Regions from separate parts of the Capsicum annuum genome. Here region 1 is linked to region 2. A link is a contact called in public Hi-C data. All regions are on one chromosome and are shown on one strand. The core of a region is the stretch at or near the end of the contact, and the rest is flanking DNA. Distances in the headings are between cores, read along the strand shown. Region 1 has its middle 93 kb from the start of LOC107877887. Region 2 overlaps LOC107877924 (zinc finger protein VAR3, chloroplastic).

What was found. Hi-C and Micro-C count contacts between places; a contact is called where the count stands out from the background.
Region 1: a contact with region 2 is called in a Hi-C map of leaf, with 2.9 times the contacts expected there. The contact joins two enhancer-like sites. A contact is called at or near these places in 2 of 5 Hi-C or Micro-C datasets (leaf and pericarp).

Annotation. Positions count from the first base shown.
Region 1 is chr7:61,516,915-61,524,291 of UCD10Xv1.1, reverse strand. No RefSeq gene overlaps it. Among protein-coding and RNA genes, the nearest start is that of LOC107877887, 93 kb to the right of the region's middle. Within about 2 kb of position 1,426, at least 1 of the 5 cell types and tissues checked has an H3K27ac peak or open chromatin away from gene starts, as enhancers often do. A contact at or near this core is called in leaf, where this site is marked.
Region 2 is chr7:61,207,977-61,215,305 of UCD10Xv1.1, reverse strand. LOC107877924 (zinc finger protein VAR3, chloroplastic) reads right to left here. Exons shown (of 5, transcript XM_047393556.1): 5 at 5,527-7,329. The coding sequence ends at 5,870. Among protein-coding and RNA genes, the nearest start is that of LOC107877924, 31 kb to the right of the region's middle. Within about 2 kb of position 5,780, at least 4 of the 5 cell types and tissues checked have an H3K27ac peak or open chromatin away from gene starts, as enhancers often do. A contact at or near this core is called in leaf, where this site is marked.

The DNA of each region.
Region 1 (7,377 bases), core at 177-2,676, 310 kb before region 2:
ATAGTCATATATAATTATATATTGAATGATACGTATATATGTGTAATTGTTTATATATTTTTTTAAAAATATATATTGTATATTGGAGTGTATATAGTGTATATTGAATTTTTTATTTATTTTTTAAACGGGTTTGACCGGTTTTTAACCGGGTTTGATCGGGTTGGGTTAAGTGGGCTGGATTAGGGTGGTTTTAATTTTTTTACTGTTTGGCCCGACCCAACCCGGCCTGGATAATGTCAAACCCGGCCCTCAACCTGGTTAAAATGGAAGGGCCGGTTCCGAGTTGGCCCGGCCCGGCCCGTTTGACACCCCTAAGTCTGCCCAATTTAATTCATGGTCATTAGACTTCAGCATTTATAGTCAGAATGTATTTAGTTATGAAATTTTCTTAGTAATATATTACAATTACTACTAAAAACTTGGCTATTAGCTGCCAATGTTAGTGAGAGACAAAATATATGTCATTATTGTAAGGGATTTTGCGATGTTATCCCGCGTGCAAGTTAAATATTTTAACTTTTAACTTTTTTAGAAGGTAAAGAGGGATATCCTTTGCTAAATTATGGTGATGATAAAAAACTAATATTGAATTTACTATAGCGAGGGATTCTCCCTCACTAAATAATAAGAAATAAATTAATCTTTCAAAGAAATTTAAATATAATAAGTAATTATTATTTTTTTGGCTAGTACCCAATGATTTATTAATAAAAATAATATTGGAGTTTTATCCAATTAAAAAAAAAAATTATTCTTGCAAATAGTAGTAGAGAGAGAAGGTTTAACTTCTCTCAGGAATTACCCTCAAACTCTATACGCCTTTTTTCTAACCTAACATGGCTTCCATTCAGCCAGATCCACCAGATCACAAAATGTTGGACAGATCCAAGCATGAGCAAACAAATTCTTCCCCATCACAACAAATGAACTACCTTACTGCACTATCCCAGACAGTTCCTTCAGCCAGTCTAGTGTACTGGAGCTACCACAAATAACTCACAATATGGATAATGACATAGGATAAATTGATAACCAAAACCCGGATAGTATACTATTGACGAAGGAGGACACAGCTAGAATACATAGACAATGGTCTTATTCGATCATAATTAAATTGACCAAAATCAAAATAAGTTATGAGTATCTTAAACACAGACTTAAGCAACTGTGGAAGCCTAGTGAAGAGTTAATACTCATTGACCTAGATAATGACTACTTCATTGTTAAATTCATGAAAGAAGAGAATATGGTCATTGCAATACAAAAAGGACCGTGGTTCATTAACGGAGCCTTCCTATCAGTAAGAAAATGACGCCCAAATTTTGTTGCGTCCTCACCCAGTGAAAGCTACTCAGAAATTTGGATTCGCCTCCCCGAATTACCAACGGAATGCTCCGGCCACATCATTCTGTCAAAAACAGCCAGTAAATTAGGCAACCTGGTTAAAACAGAAATTTGTGCGTCCTCTACCCTCAGAGGTCGATACGCCCGTACATGTGTCAAAGTGCTCTTAGGGATTTGATTAAAACACATATTTTCATAGGGCAACTCAAGCAAAAGATTGTCTATAAGGGGCGGATATACTCTACACAAACTGCAAAATGATAAGATACCACTGGCAAATTGCACATCCCAATCCCCAACGGCCTAAATGCAACTCGAGGCAAGAGAGACGCCACTGATATCAAAAGAATGCAAAAAGCCCGTGAGAGAACATGAATGACATGTGGTTACTTTCCACAACCGCCAAAAAATAAAGCAGAAAAAGAATTCGCAAATAGCATAGAAAGGTAATACCATACCCCCACCAAGGGCCGTACAACGGCTAATCAAGCACTAAATGAAGGCATTAATGTCAAAATTTACAATGCAAATATGGGTAAGTACCTAGATCATCGAGTTTATAAATATATTTCTAAAAACAAAGATCTAATACTACCCAAAATACCAAATACAAAGCAAACCCACATTGAAATTGGAAAATCCGCCATTCCAACTAACGAAGCAATCAGAATGTCTAATTCCTTCGATCTCTAGCACAATGAGGCTGCTCTCCATGTTCCCAATGCAACCTCGAGAAATAAAGAATATAGGAAAATCCAAAACTACCCCTAGGGCTCAAAACAGTAAATGCTCCCTCCCATAGACTAATACCTACGCTGGCCCCTACTTTAGTTTTAGGGGACGAAGAACCATCAAATCCCTTTACTTCCGCCCCACTCTCCAATAAATCTTTTCCATATCATCTAGACCTACACGTGCACAACTCTGTATCCACATAATTAATAAGCCAAAATAACACTTTTAGTGGAGCACCACATATTAAAGATACAACAAACAGTAAACAAATCCCAAGTATAAACTTACTAGATTTGGGGGAGGATCCCACAAAATATCCTATCCACATTTTTTCCAATATCCAGGAAACATTAGAATCTACAATAAATACTATCCCAGTATTACATAACTCATCCAAACATAAAAAAGGTCTCTTTATAATTAATGTTGAGGCGTCCACGACAATTCTTCCATCGCAGATCCCCCAGAACAAACCAAACAACCTCATCGTCCATGAATCCTCTCAACCCAAATATTACTCAGATCTACTTACCACTAGTCCACCTTTATCCAGTGTCGAGTCTCCCGGAGGGTTCCACTCCAATCTACTCCACTCCCATAGCTCTAATAAATTTGAATCCATTTTCCTGGGTAAAGATGGCCTGCAGGGACAAGCTCTAGTAATGACTGCATTTATGGAGAGCAGGGAAGTCATGTTCTGTATTTACGCTCCGAAGCTTCTAGCACATCTTATTTCGGAGGGGATGATGCGTGCGATGGAGCTGTACAATAGCCATTTATAGATGTCGACAGTACTACAGGCGCCGATGAACCTCTAGATTCCATTCATCCCCTACTTCCGTATTCCAACCTAGGAAACTCCAATAGTACCGGTACAAAAGCCCTAACCTCCTCCGATGAGCCCAACCTCTCCACCATATTCTCTAAATTATCACAACTTCATGGACATAATTTGTTTTACCACCACTGGAAAATGCAGGGGTCAATGAGAGAGGGTCTGATGTCAACTCAGCTGAGCCCGCTTGATCCGTTGGAGAATACACAAGTCCAAGTTCCAAACAATGTAACATTGTCTTCTCTAGTACCTCCAAACAACAACTTAACTCATCCGAGACCTGCGAACACTTCAACATAGGAAATAGAGGAAGCGTTAAAGATTATATGAGAAACAAGAACCAAAATAACAATGTTGAAAGATATAAAAGTATCGGTATTCAACGACAAATACGCCAAGAAATTCATTCTTATCTTTCCCCAAAACTTAATAAAGACCTCCATAGACATTCTTCGCCTGTTCAATCCCCAAGTAGGGAACTATGTGTTAGTCATGAACCCGACAACGATGCACCAGTCTTCCCCCTTGAGGAACTCCTCAAGGGAAGTTTCATTGATCAACTTACCCAGAGAAATATATCAACGAATTTAAAAATATGGAAATGTAGAGGAGCCAATGGGCAAGATTTTAGGAGGAATTTTTTATCCTTCGTGGACTGGCACAAGCCACAACTTGTAGCCTTATTGGAAACAAAGATGCAGGATCACCTGCTCCTTCTCAATTATTTCTCTTTCAATAGAATCATTGAAGTGTCCGCTATTGAAAATGCCGATGGGTTGGTTGTAATGTGGGATGACTCTCTTCTGAAACTGGATGAAATTGCCACCACAGACCAGGAAATTCATGCTATTGTCAAGGTAAGACATAAACATAATTATTGGCTATTTAGTTGCATTTATTTTAGTACATACAGATGCAAATGCAGGGTGTTGTGGCCAAACCTTAAAAACATAAAGGACAACTTTAAAGGCAAGTGGTTGATAGGAGGGGACTTCAACGAGGTAATATCCAACTCAGAAAAAAAAGGTCAGTTAGTAGATCGCTCTTGTTCTTCTGATTTTTTAGACATCATTAATTATTGTGAATTTATCGACATAAGTTTTAAAGAGAGTAAGTACACATGGATGAATAAGAGATTTAAAAATCGTAATTCCCTAATCCTCGAAAGACTAGATAGAATCCTTGCTTTAAATGATTGGTTAGTAGCCTACCCGAATGCCCATGTGCTCCATTTACCTAATATTCACTCAGACTATTGTCTCTTGCTTCTCACTATGTACGATGATGACCCCACCCTACAAAAAAGAATATCTAGAATAGGGAAAATGTGGGCTATATACCCAGAGTTCACTGATATCATTGCACATGTGTGGGGAACTAACCCTACGCTTGAAAGTGTTGTTAACTCCTTTGCACGTGAAGCTTCTGCATGGGCATGCAAAAGTATAGGCAATATTTTTAAATGTAGAGATAAGCTCCTCCGTAGAATTCAAGGTATTCAAAAATCTGATAATTACTACCATAGCTCATTCCTTAGGAATTTAGAAAAGGACCTTATAGGTGAGTTCACTTAATCCTTAAAATGGAAGAAGATTACTGGAAGCTTAAATCAAGGGTAAATTAGCTGAATGAGGGTGATGCAAACACCACATTTTTCCATACGTCTACCCTAATATGAAGGAGAAAAATAGAATAGCCTCTCTAAGGTTGGAGGATAATTCCTATATTCATCACCAAGCAGGAATTATTAGACAAACTTATGGTTATTTTAGTAAAATCTCTAAATCAAATCTCCATAAGTCTCTTAAACTGATGATTCCTAAAGGGAAAGTATGCCTATTAAAAATGGATAAGGAAGATCTTGAAAAAATGTCGTCAGAAGATGAAATTAAAGATGTGGTATTTTCTTTTCAAACTTTTAAGGCTCTGGGTTCGGATGGACTCCATCCCTTCTTTTATCAGAAATATTAGGATATAGTATGTAAATCTGTTTATAACTTTTGTTTCCGAGATTTTAAGGAATCAAAAATAGAGGAAAGCATTAATTCGACTCATATTTGTCTCATTCCTAAGTGTGGCAGTGCCCAGACACTCCATAATTACCGACCTATTAGTCTTAGCAACACCTTCTATAAAATCATCACTAAAATTATATCTAAGAGGCTCCGTCCTCTGATGGAAAAAATCATAGGACCCTGTCAGACTAGCTTCCTTAAAAATAGGCAAGCAACTGACAATGCTATAATAATTCAGAAAATTGTTAGACATTTTAAGAAATTGAAAGGTAAGACGGGCAATCTCATTATGAAATTAGATCTTGAAAAGGCCTTCGATAAACTGGAGTGGTCCTTTATCCACCACACCCTTCTCTATTTCAAATTTCCTTTTAACATCATTAATTTAATCATGTCCTGCATATGTAGTTGTTCGGTGACTGTCTTGGTAAATGGAAATAGGACTGAGTTCTTTAGCCCATCTAGGGGTATTCGTTAAGGGTACCCTATGTACCCATACATCTTTATTCTTTGCCTCAAAGTCCTTGCTCATAATATCAACCACGACCTTAACTCTTGTAGGTGGGACCCAATAAGGGTCTCTAGACAGGGACCCCTATTATCTCACCTTTTTTTCACTGATGATCTCGTACTTATGACTACCACAATTAGGTACAACTGCTTAAATATAAAAAATACCATAGAAAACTTTTGTCTATGGTCGGGTCAAAGTATTAACGTTGGGAAATCAAAACTCCTCTTCTCCAATAATTGTGATGAATCCTTTAAAAAGATTATATCATGCATCTTCAACATTGGATCATGTAAGAGATTTGGAAACTATTTGGGGTTTCCTATCTTCCATACAAAACCAAATAATGGAGATTTTCAATTCATTATTGATAACTTAAAAAAGGAAGATTGCAGGATGGAATACTAGATTTTTAAATATTGCGGGTAGGTCGTGAAAGCTTATCTAAATAGTATTCCTACCCCCTTAATGTAGTACAATAAACTTCCCATTGGCATTACAAAATCGATTGATAAAATTCAGCGTAATTTTATTTGGGGAACTACCGATGTAAATAAGAAATTACATTTAGTTAGTTGGGATAAATTAGTTAATCCTAAGGAGGTAGGTGGTTTGGGTCTTCAAAAGACTTCCCTTAAAAACAAAGCTTTCCATGCAAAGCTAGCGTGGAAATTTGTTAGCAATCCTAAGGCACTTTGGGCCTCAGTCTTAATACAAATACACAAGGAACAAAGGAGTTGAAATTGACATCATGGGTCACAGAAAACTTGTAGTAGTACTTGGAAGAATATCATAAAAGGCTGGTCTACTTGTGTGGAAAACATAAAATGGGATCTAGGTGATGGAAGGAATATCAATTTTTTGAAAGATACTTGGTTGTCCTTCAAGCAACCAATTATCAACTAGATCAATACCCCTTTAAACTATGGAGAAGAGAACTTTACCATGAATGACCTTATCAAAAATGGTACTTAGGACCTTAACTTGCTAAGCTAATGTTACCGCAGAGCATAACAGATACCATTTATACAACCTTTATCTCGGACACAACAGGCCTAATAGATAAACCACGGTGTTCCCTAGTCGCTAATGATAGGTTCTCAACGGCGAGTGCTTATTATTACCTGCTAAATAAAGAGAACCGGAGTGTGCAGACGATGGATAACTTTAAATGGATTTGGAAGTTAAACTGCCCCAATAAAATTAAGTTCTTTATATGGTTAACCTATTACAATCGACTTCTAACAACTTCGTATCTAAATTATATCGGCATGTATGTTAATACGGTCTGTAAACAATGCCAACAAACTGAAACTATAGACCATATCTTTCGAGCATGTTCAAGCACGTTGACGATCTGGGAGGCAAATAACTTGTTGCTTATTATTGACAAGCACCGGCTATTGTCTACTAAAGATTGGTTACTGCAATGCAGTAGGATGAAACACATTAAATTTGGGAATTACTTCTTTTGGAGTGATGCCTCCCCCTTTTATCTTTGGAGTATCTAGCTGACCAGGAACGATAACTTGTTCAATAACAAAAGCAACCATGTACCTGCGCAACTAGCACGTGATCGGGATATTGAGTTTCACTCTTAGCATGAAAACATAGAGTTATCAAGAATAAGATGGACACTGACTAACGCTCGAAGCCTTCGGCTGAAGGGATGAAACTAAATGTTAATGGCTCCTTTGATTTCAACACTAACGTTGGAGGGGTTGGGGAGTTAATTTGAGATAAGCATAGGGATTGGGTTTGTGGTTTTAATGCGAGATTTACTGCTCAATCTCCACTAGAGACCGAAACAATGGCTTTGTACTTAGGACTTAAAATGGAAAAGAAAACTACAGTGTGTCAATCTTATTGTTGTTGTGAACTCCACCGCATTAGTTTCATCTCTCACTAATGTATTAGAATCTGATAACAATTTT
Region 2 (7,329 bases), core at 4,531-7,030:
TAAGATAGAAAGAATGATACATATATTGCAAAATAACACGTCAGGTTAAAAATCACCCATAGGGCCCGCTCATAAAAACTAAAAATTAAACCAACAATAATGTCCCTCGTGGTATAAGGATCATGTGCTCAAAATTGAGCATAATCATCCCCTAAATTTGAGGCCAAAATAACCCCACAAATCAAAGAAAAGATAACAATTTAACTAGGGAATTAAATCAAAATTTAGGCTGAAACTTATGAATTGTCAATGGAAAAATAATTAAGGATCAAGAAATCATCTAAGTTTAGCTTGAAAGTTTGTTTCCATAGATTTTTCCAAGGTCCAAAAATTAAGGATTTTTGGGTAAAAATGGAAAAATAATCGAAGTGGAGGGTATATATACAACTACCTCTACTTAAGCGGAGGTCTGGCCACTTAGCGGCATTGTATAAGAGAATAACCCACCACCTAAACAGTGGTTGTTATTTACCAACCCCTCTGCATTAGCAGCTCCCAAGTCGCATAAGCAGTCTTGCAAAAGAAGAGGAGAGCCCACTTAAGCGGTGAGAGCTAACATCAACTCTGGCAGCATAAGTGGTCATAAGTGGCTCCACTTAAGCGACCAAAGGGACACAAATGTATTTGCACCAGTTGTTGTACTATATATTTAGGCTAAGTCTAAAAAGACTCTAATCGAGTACTCGAGATTAATTCGATATCCCGTGCCATACCCAACCTTCCATTTTAACTAAAAACCAACCAATTGGTCAAAATGAGTCTGGAAGCCTCGGGCCGAACCAAAGGTCCCCCTAGCCCAAAATCCATATTTCAGAGCTGATGAAACAGTCAAAATTCTTATACGAGGTTATTTACCAAAATTTTTGGCCGAAGACCAATTTCGCAACTTTCAAAGCTCCAAAAAGGAAAACTAGCATAAAAGCCAAACTAAGTGTCTGAGAACCAAACTACCAGTCCCAGTGAGTCGTAAATGGCTTGGAGAAGCTATAGAAAATTCATGAAAAAGAAAAAGAAAAATAGAAGGATCATTACAAAACCCTCGACTCAAGTGAAGTAGAAGAAAGGAATAGTGAAAAGAGAAAACAATAGTGAAGAAAACATGGAACTAATAGGAAAGTAGTGTAGTACAAAAAAAAAATAGTAACATCAATAAAATAGTGAAATCACCTAAACATAATAAACAATAGATGGTAACATATAACAAAATCAAGAAACTACATGAATAAGGCTATTACTAAGATAGACATGGTGCCCCATACTACCTCCAAGACTAATCCCGTTGAAATGCAAGACAATGCTTAACTACCTACTAACCTTATGACCTAAAGTGCGACCTCCATACCTTTTTATCTGAGGTCATTTCCTCAATTAATCATTGAGTCATGTCCTATCTAATCATCTTCCCCATAATTTTTTGGTCTACTCTACCTATCCTCATACCTACTATATCCAACGTCTCACACCTCTTCACTTGGACATCTTCAAATTTCCTCATTACTTTCTTCCCTTATCTTGTCCACCATGGAGGCCACTGTAACCTTATTCCTAAAATCCTTATTTCTAATCTTATCACTCCTAGTGTGCCGACACGGCTGTCTCAACATCCTTATTTTTGTAACTTTCATCTTCTATCTTTCTCTTGCTAGGTGATTGTGCAGCGACCTAATGATAGTTTCAACATAAAAAAAAAAACAAATGGTGAAGCAGTTTGGTAAAAGAAATCTCTAAAGCAAACCTCCTCTAAGGAGCAGCTAAAGCTCTTGTCTTTAAATAAGGCAGGTTAAAGATCACACAAGCTATATCGAGTAAATGATTCTAATTGAACATTTTTGTCATCCAACTTTTCCTAAATAGAATAAAGATTGAATTTCAATGAACATTTTGTCAATTCCTTCATTGACTACCATTAGCCTAATGCATGTCTTTTGTATAAGAGTTGCACAAATGGACACTTCCTTAGTCTCTTATACCTATGATCTCTGGGAGCCCTTCTGCTTCTGCTTTCTAGAAGTTGTTGGTTTTCATATTGGCAATATGAACCCGTTATGATATATTAAGGATTTGTTATATTATTACATTTACATCAGGTTTTATGTTTGTCGATAGTTCTCTTAAGTTTTTTATGTTTGTCGATAGTTCTCTTAAGTTTTGGTACAGACTTGTATGTAGTTAGAGGATAAGTGGGAGATCTAGAGAAATTCTAGTCTAAGAGAGCCCCTAACTTTCCTTACTCGAGAAATCATTTAATATTGAAATAAAATGGATGAACTTGCTGGCAATATGCTCTTGAGTTCCTCCAACTCAGCTCAACCGCATGAGAATTCCCCCATAACAATGTGTTGAAGGTTTTCAATAATATCCATGGTTGCGTCCTCGAATTTTGACCAGTTGATATACGATTCTCTATGCAGAAATGTAATGGGTTTGAATTGGATCGTATGCAAAATTTTATGGTGCTTTAAACTGTTCAAGACTTGTGGCCTAAGCAGAGTAGCATAGTTTAATATTGGATTAATGTTTGCTGGGTTTGTAGGGTCGGTTTGGGGGTGAGAGTGTAGGTTGTGTGGCTAATAGAAGTTGCCCAGTCATTGACGTTGATGATCTTATTTAGGTGAGCATCCTAAGTCATAGCCATCGGGTAATGACTGAATAGAAGATGAATTAGATTTTTTTAGGGATAACTTACATAAATCCCTGAATCTTTAAGTGATATTACATAAAATTCCGATTATTTTGTTAATTACATCTTTTCTTGATTTTTTGAAATGGTGATACAGATGTTATATAGTGATACATATAAAAAAAGTGATACATTTGAAACTAACAAGATATTTATTTAAGGAAATAATAGATTCTCTTTTATTCATTGTATTCTTTTATTTAAGGAAAGATATCTAATTTTTTTCTTTTTTTAGATTTAATTTAGATGTTTTAATTATGTTTCTCTTTTTCGTCTTTAATTATGAAAGATATATTTTTGGGGTCTTTTTACTCTTTTTCCGTCTTTAATTTTAGTCTCTTTTTTTAGATTTAATTTTAATTATGTTTTAATTCTACTTTTAGTCTTTTTTTTTAAAATATTATTACTTTTGTTTCCTACACTGACTACACCATTATCTTTCATTAATAACGTATGAATCACCCAATAATTAAAATAAATAATTGTATCTACCATATGAATCAACATAATACCATATATATAACCCATTAATATCATATGAATCACCCAATAATTGAAATAAATAATTGTCAATAAATAATTGCATCTACCATATGAATCACCATAATACCATATATATGAATCACCCAATAATTGAAATAAATAATTGTATTTACCATATGAATTACTATAATACCATATATATCACCCATTAATATCATATGAATCGACCAATAATTATCTCTACCATATGAATCATCATAATACAATATGTATCACCTACTAATATCATATGTATCACCCGTTAAAATCATACAAAATGTATCTATCGTATGAATCACCATAAAACCCATATAATAATATCATATTTATCATTCACCATTAAAAAATCTAAACATGTATGAATAACTAAATAAATTTATATATGTATCGATAGATTTAAAAAAAAAATGGGAGAGATTTTAGGAGAAGAAAAAAAAAAGTTGTATGCATTAATGGAGGAGAAAAAATCAGGAATAAAGATGATTTAAGCATTAATGGAAGAGAAAAAATCAGGAAGAAAGATGATCTAATTGTTGATAATTAGGGAGATATTTTAGGGAAGAAAATCTTGAATGAGTTAATGGTGGAGTAAAAATAGGATGTGGAGTTTTCTTGATATGTATCAAAAGTTAAGTTGAAAAATGAGATTTTATGTAAATTTTAAAAAAGTTGGGGATATTCGATAATATAGTCTCTTAAGTATGGAATTTGTGTAATTTATCCTTTTTTTTTTAATTTGGGTCGGGTAACAATTGTTACCTTATATTTTTTTTTTTTTTCATTTCATCTACACTTACTATTAACTTATAACTTATACTTCTCTTCTTTTTATTAACTTATTCTACCTTTTTATAGTAACTGTACCTCGTACCTTGCTCTTTTTGTAGGTTTATTCATCAGATTGTTGATGTGTGATATTGTGTAATGACAGAAGATGATACAACTATCTATTCAAATGTTGGATTCCTTAAAATAATAAAGTACGATACAAAACAACAACACAATATAATACATTATAAAGCAATACGTAACAACCATCCAAACAAAGTGTTAGCGTTTTGTTTTTTTGGCACAAATCCTCGCAGTTCTTATCTTAAAATTAATATTATACTTAACAACAGAAAATCACTTGTACATTGAATCAAGTTTACTGCACACCTCTAAAATCTAAAAATTAAAAATAAAAATAGTAAAGAGTGATAATGTAGAACAGTAGTGATTGCTTAAAATGGTATATCTTGGTGATTATTATACTTAACAAAAGAGAATCAATTGTACATTGAATCAAGTTTATTGCAAACCTCTAAAATCTGAAATTAAAAAAAATTAGTAAAAGGTGCTCATGTAACAGCAGTGATTGCTTAAAAATGGTATATGTTGGTGATTTGTTTTGTTGAAGAAATAATGAACGGGAAATCATAATCCACGACAAACTCGTCTATGAAATATTTTGTTTTAAGTCCTTGCCTTACGCTACTATTTTCTTTGTTTATTTTTTAAATATTAAAATATAAGATTAATTGAAAACCTTATCTATTATAAGTTACTCAAGTGTCTAAAAAAAACGTATCCACTGTCAGTGGATGCTAGTTAACTCTATAATTCTTATGTGCTATAATATGTAAAACAAAACCTAAGGGGTGGTTGGATGAACTTATTTTAAATTGCTTAAAAGCTACTCCATCGTTTCATTTTATGTGTTATTATTTTCTTTTTTGTCTGTCTCAAAAAAAAAATGTCATTTTTTCTTATTTGGTAACTATTTAAAGATACAATTCCACTTTTACCCTTATTGATCCCACTTAATTAAAAAAAAAACTTATGCAGCTTTCTTGATTGCCTCTAAGTCGGGTAAATTTGCCTATCATATTCATGGAATACAACTCACTTTCAAGATGCCTTGGTGGTGAAATGAAATTCGAACAACTGCTTCAAATACAGTATCAGGAAGTACCGAAGTATTTTGACCGAAATTCCTTGACTCCTCGATACTCAATCAAATCCTCTTTTTTGATGACTGAATGCATTTCTATAGTCCCATATTTAATAATGCCCGAACTGTGATTATGCACTCTTTGAATAGGAATCCGTTTTCTAAAAGATCCTAGCTTTCGTACTTTGGTGGGTCTCACGAACACATTTTTTTTATAAAGGACAATTTGATAAACATTACCAAGTCTTCTCTTATTTCTTAAATTTCGTGTCCAGTCAAATAGCAACACATAAAATGAGACGGAGGGAGTATCAGCTTAAAGTACGTAACAATCTTTTGACTTTTTTTTTTTACTTTTCAAGGTAAAGTAAAGTGATTCTTGCCAAACACTTTTAAAAATAAAAAAATACTTAAAAAGCTAAAAGCACTAAAAAAATAAGTTAATTCAAACAACCCGAGTGAACTAGCATTTGAAGATTAATACAGACATGAGTCAGTCAACAACGGCACAACTGGTAAAGTTGGAGACCATGAATACCAGAGACAGACCAAGAACCCAACCTGTTGGCTTCCATTCATATATGTATATGCAATTTGTTACAGTGAATAAGCCACAACTGTGCGAAGTTGCACGTACAGTAAGTGCATAATGATTTATCAGCTTGAATGCGCTGAGAAAATCAACCGAAGAAAAATTTGCCTTGCAAGAACTTTGGCACGGTGTCTCTGTTGGTTCATTTATCACTATCGTCTCTTTCTCTTTTCATGGGATCAGAACTCACAATGGGAAGATTTCTCCGGTACTGAGTCGATGTCAACCTTCTCTCAAGAGGAGTTTTCCGCTTACTCATCACAAACCTGTTAACTCCTTTGCGCATTGGCATAATTGATGGGAAGTCTTCATCTGGGATCTGATTCAATTCAGATATGTCTTTTATCTGAGCAACACGTCGGAACCACCTCTCAGCTTTGGCTTCTTCAGACATGTCTAAGGGATCTGGTTCCTTCAGAGCAGATCCCTCCAAACTCTTTCCTGTCCATCCATTTCCAACAATCTGGTTTCCAAGCAGCTGGGGTGAATCTGCTCCCAAAGTCTCGGATGGGGATACATCCACTTTCACGGAGTTTCTACTTACACTACTATCACTGCCGGAAGCATCTGAAGAAAGAGAGGTCCTGACTGAATTTCCATCACAAGGAACCTCCTGATGCCCAGAAAAATTTGAACTTACAAACCTTGAACTTGTAAATTGATCATCAGGTGTCCGTGCAGTGATGCCATTTGTGAACTTTCCAGGATCATCCAACTGTGTCTTCTCAACATCTGCCTCCTCACAATAGGTTTTGGAAAAAGGATTCAAGGGTGACCTAGAGTGATCTGAGTTGCTGGATGTAGGTGAAGTTTCAACCCTAGACACAGAGAAAGAATCTGTGATAACTACCTGTTGTGAGTCTGTTTTCTTAAAGTAGCCTGGAGGGAAGGGAACAAATGGGACAAAGGTACTTTTGTTTGCCTGCTCCATGGCCACTTGCCTTTTGTACATTGGAGAAGTCAAAGAACGATCTTTCTTCTTGCTAACTACAAACCTGTTTTCTCCTTTACGCATTGGCATAATCTCTGGGAATTCATCACCAGAGATGGCACTCTGTAAGTCTTCGACATCATGCAGCTCTGCAGTTTTCTTGGACCAGCCGTCTGACCTAGCTTGTTCTCTCTCTTTATCCTCACCCAGTGGACAATTAGACTGCAAGTTCTCCATGAACTTTCCAAGGTCATTGCCAAGACTTGCTGAACAAGTTTGGTGACTAACCTCAGGAATGTGAGAGACACCAACTTCTTCCTTCACTTCCTCATCCATTACTGAAGTTTGATTCTTTTTCTTAAACATGTCTGTTGGTAATGGCACAAAAGGAACATAGTTAGAACCTTTGCCATTATAGTGAATGGCTGACTCACTATTTTTGTCAGCAGCATTGCCCTTAGAACTTGTTCCAGATATTTGATCCATATTCTGCTTCATTGATGAGTCAAGGATACCATGTGCACCACCAGTCAAAGTGTTACCTTCTGGGATCCCACTGTTTCCAAAGTTTCTTTTGTATTGAATGTTGACCAACCTCCTTTCCAAGGGTGCTTTCCTTGTGCTCACAACAAATTTATTTTCTCCTTTCCTTAGCGGCATTATTTCAGGAA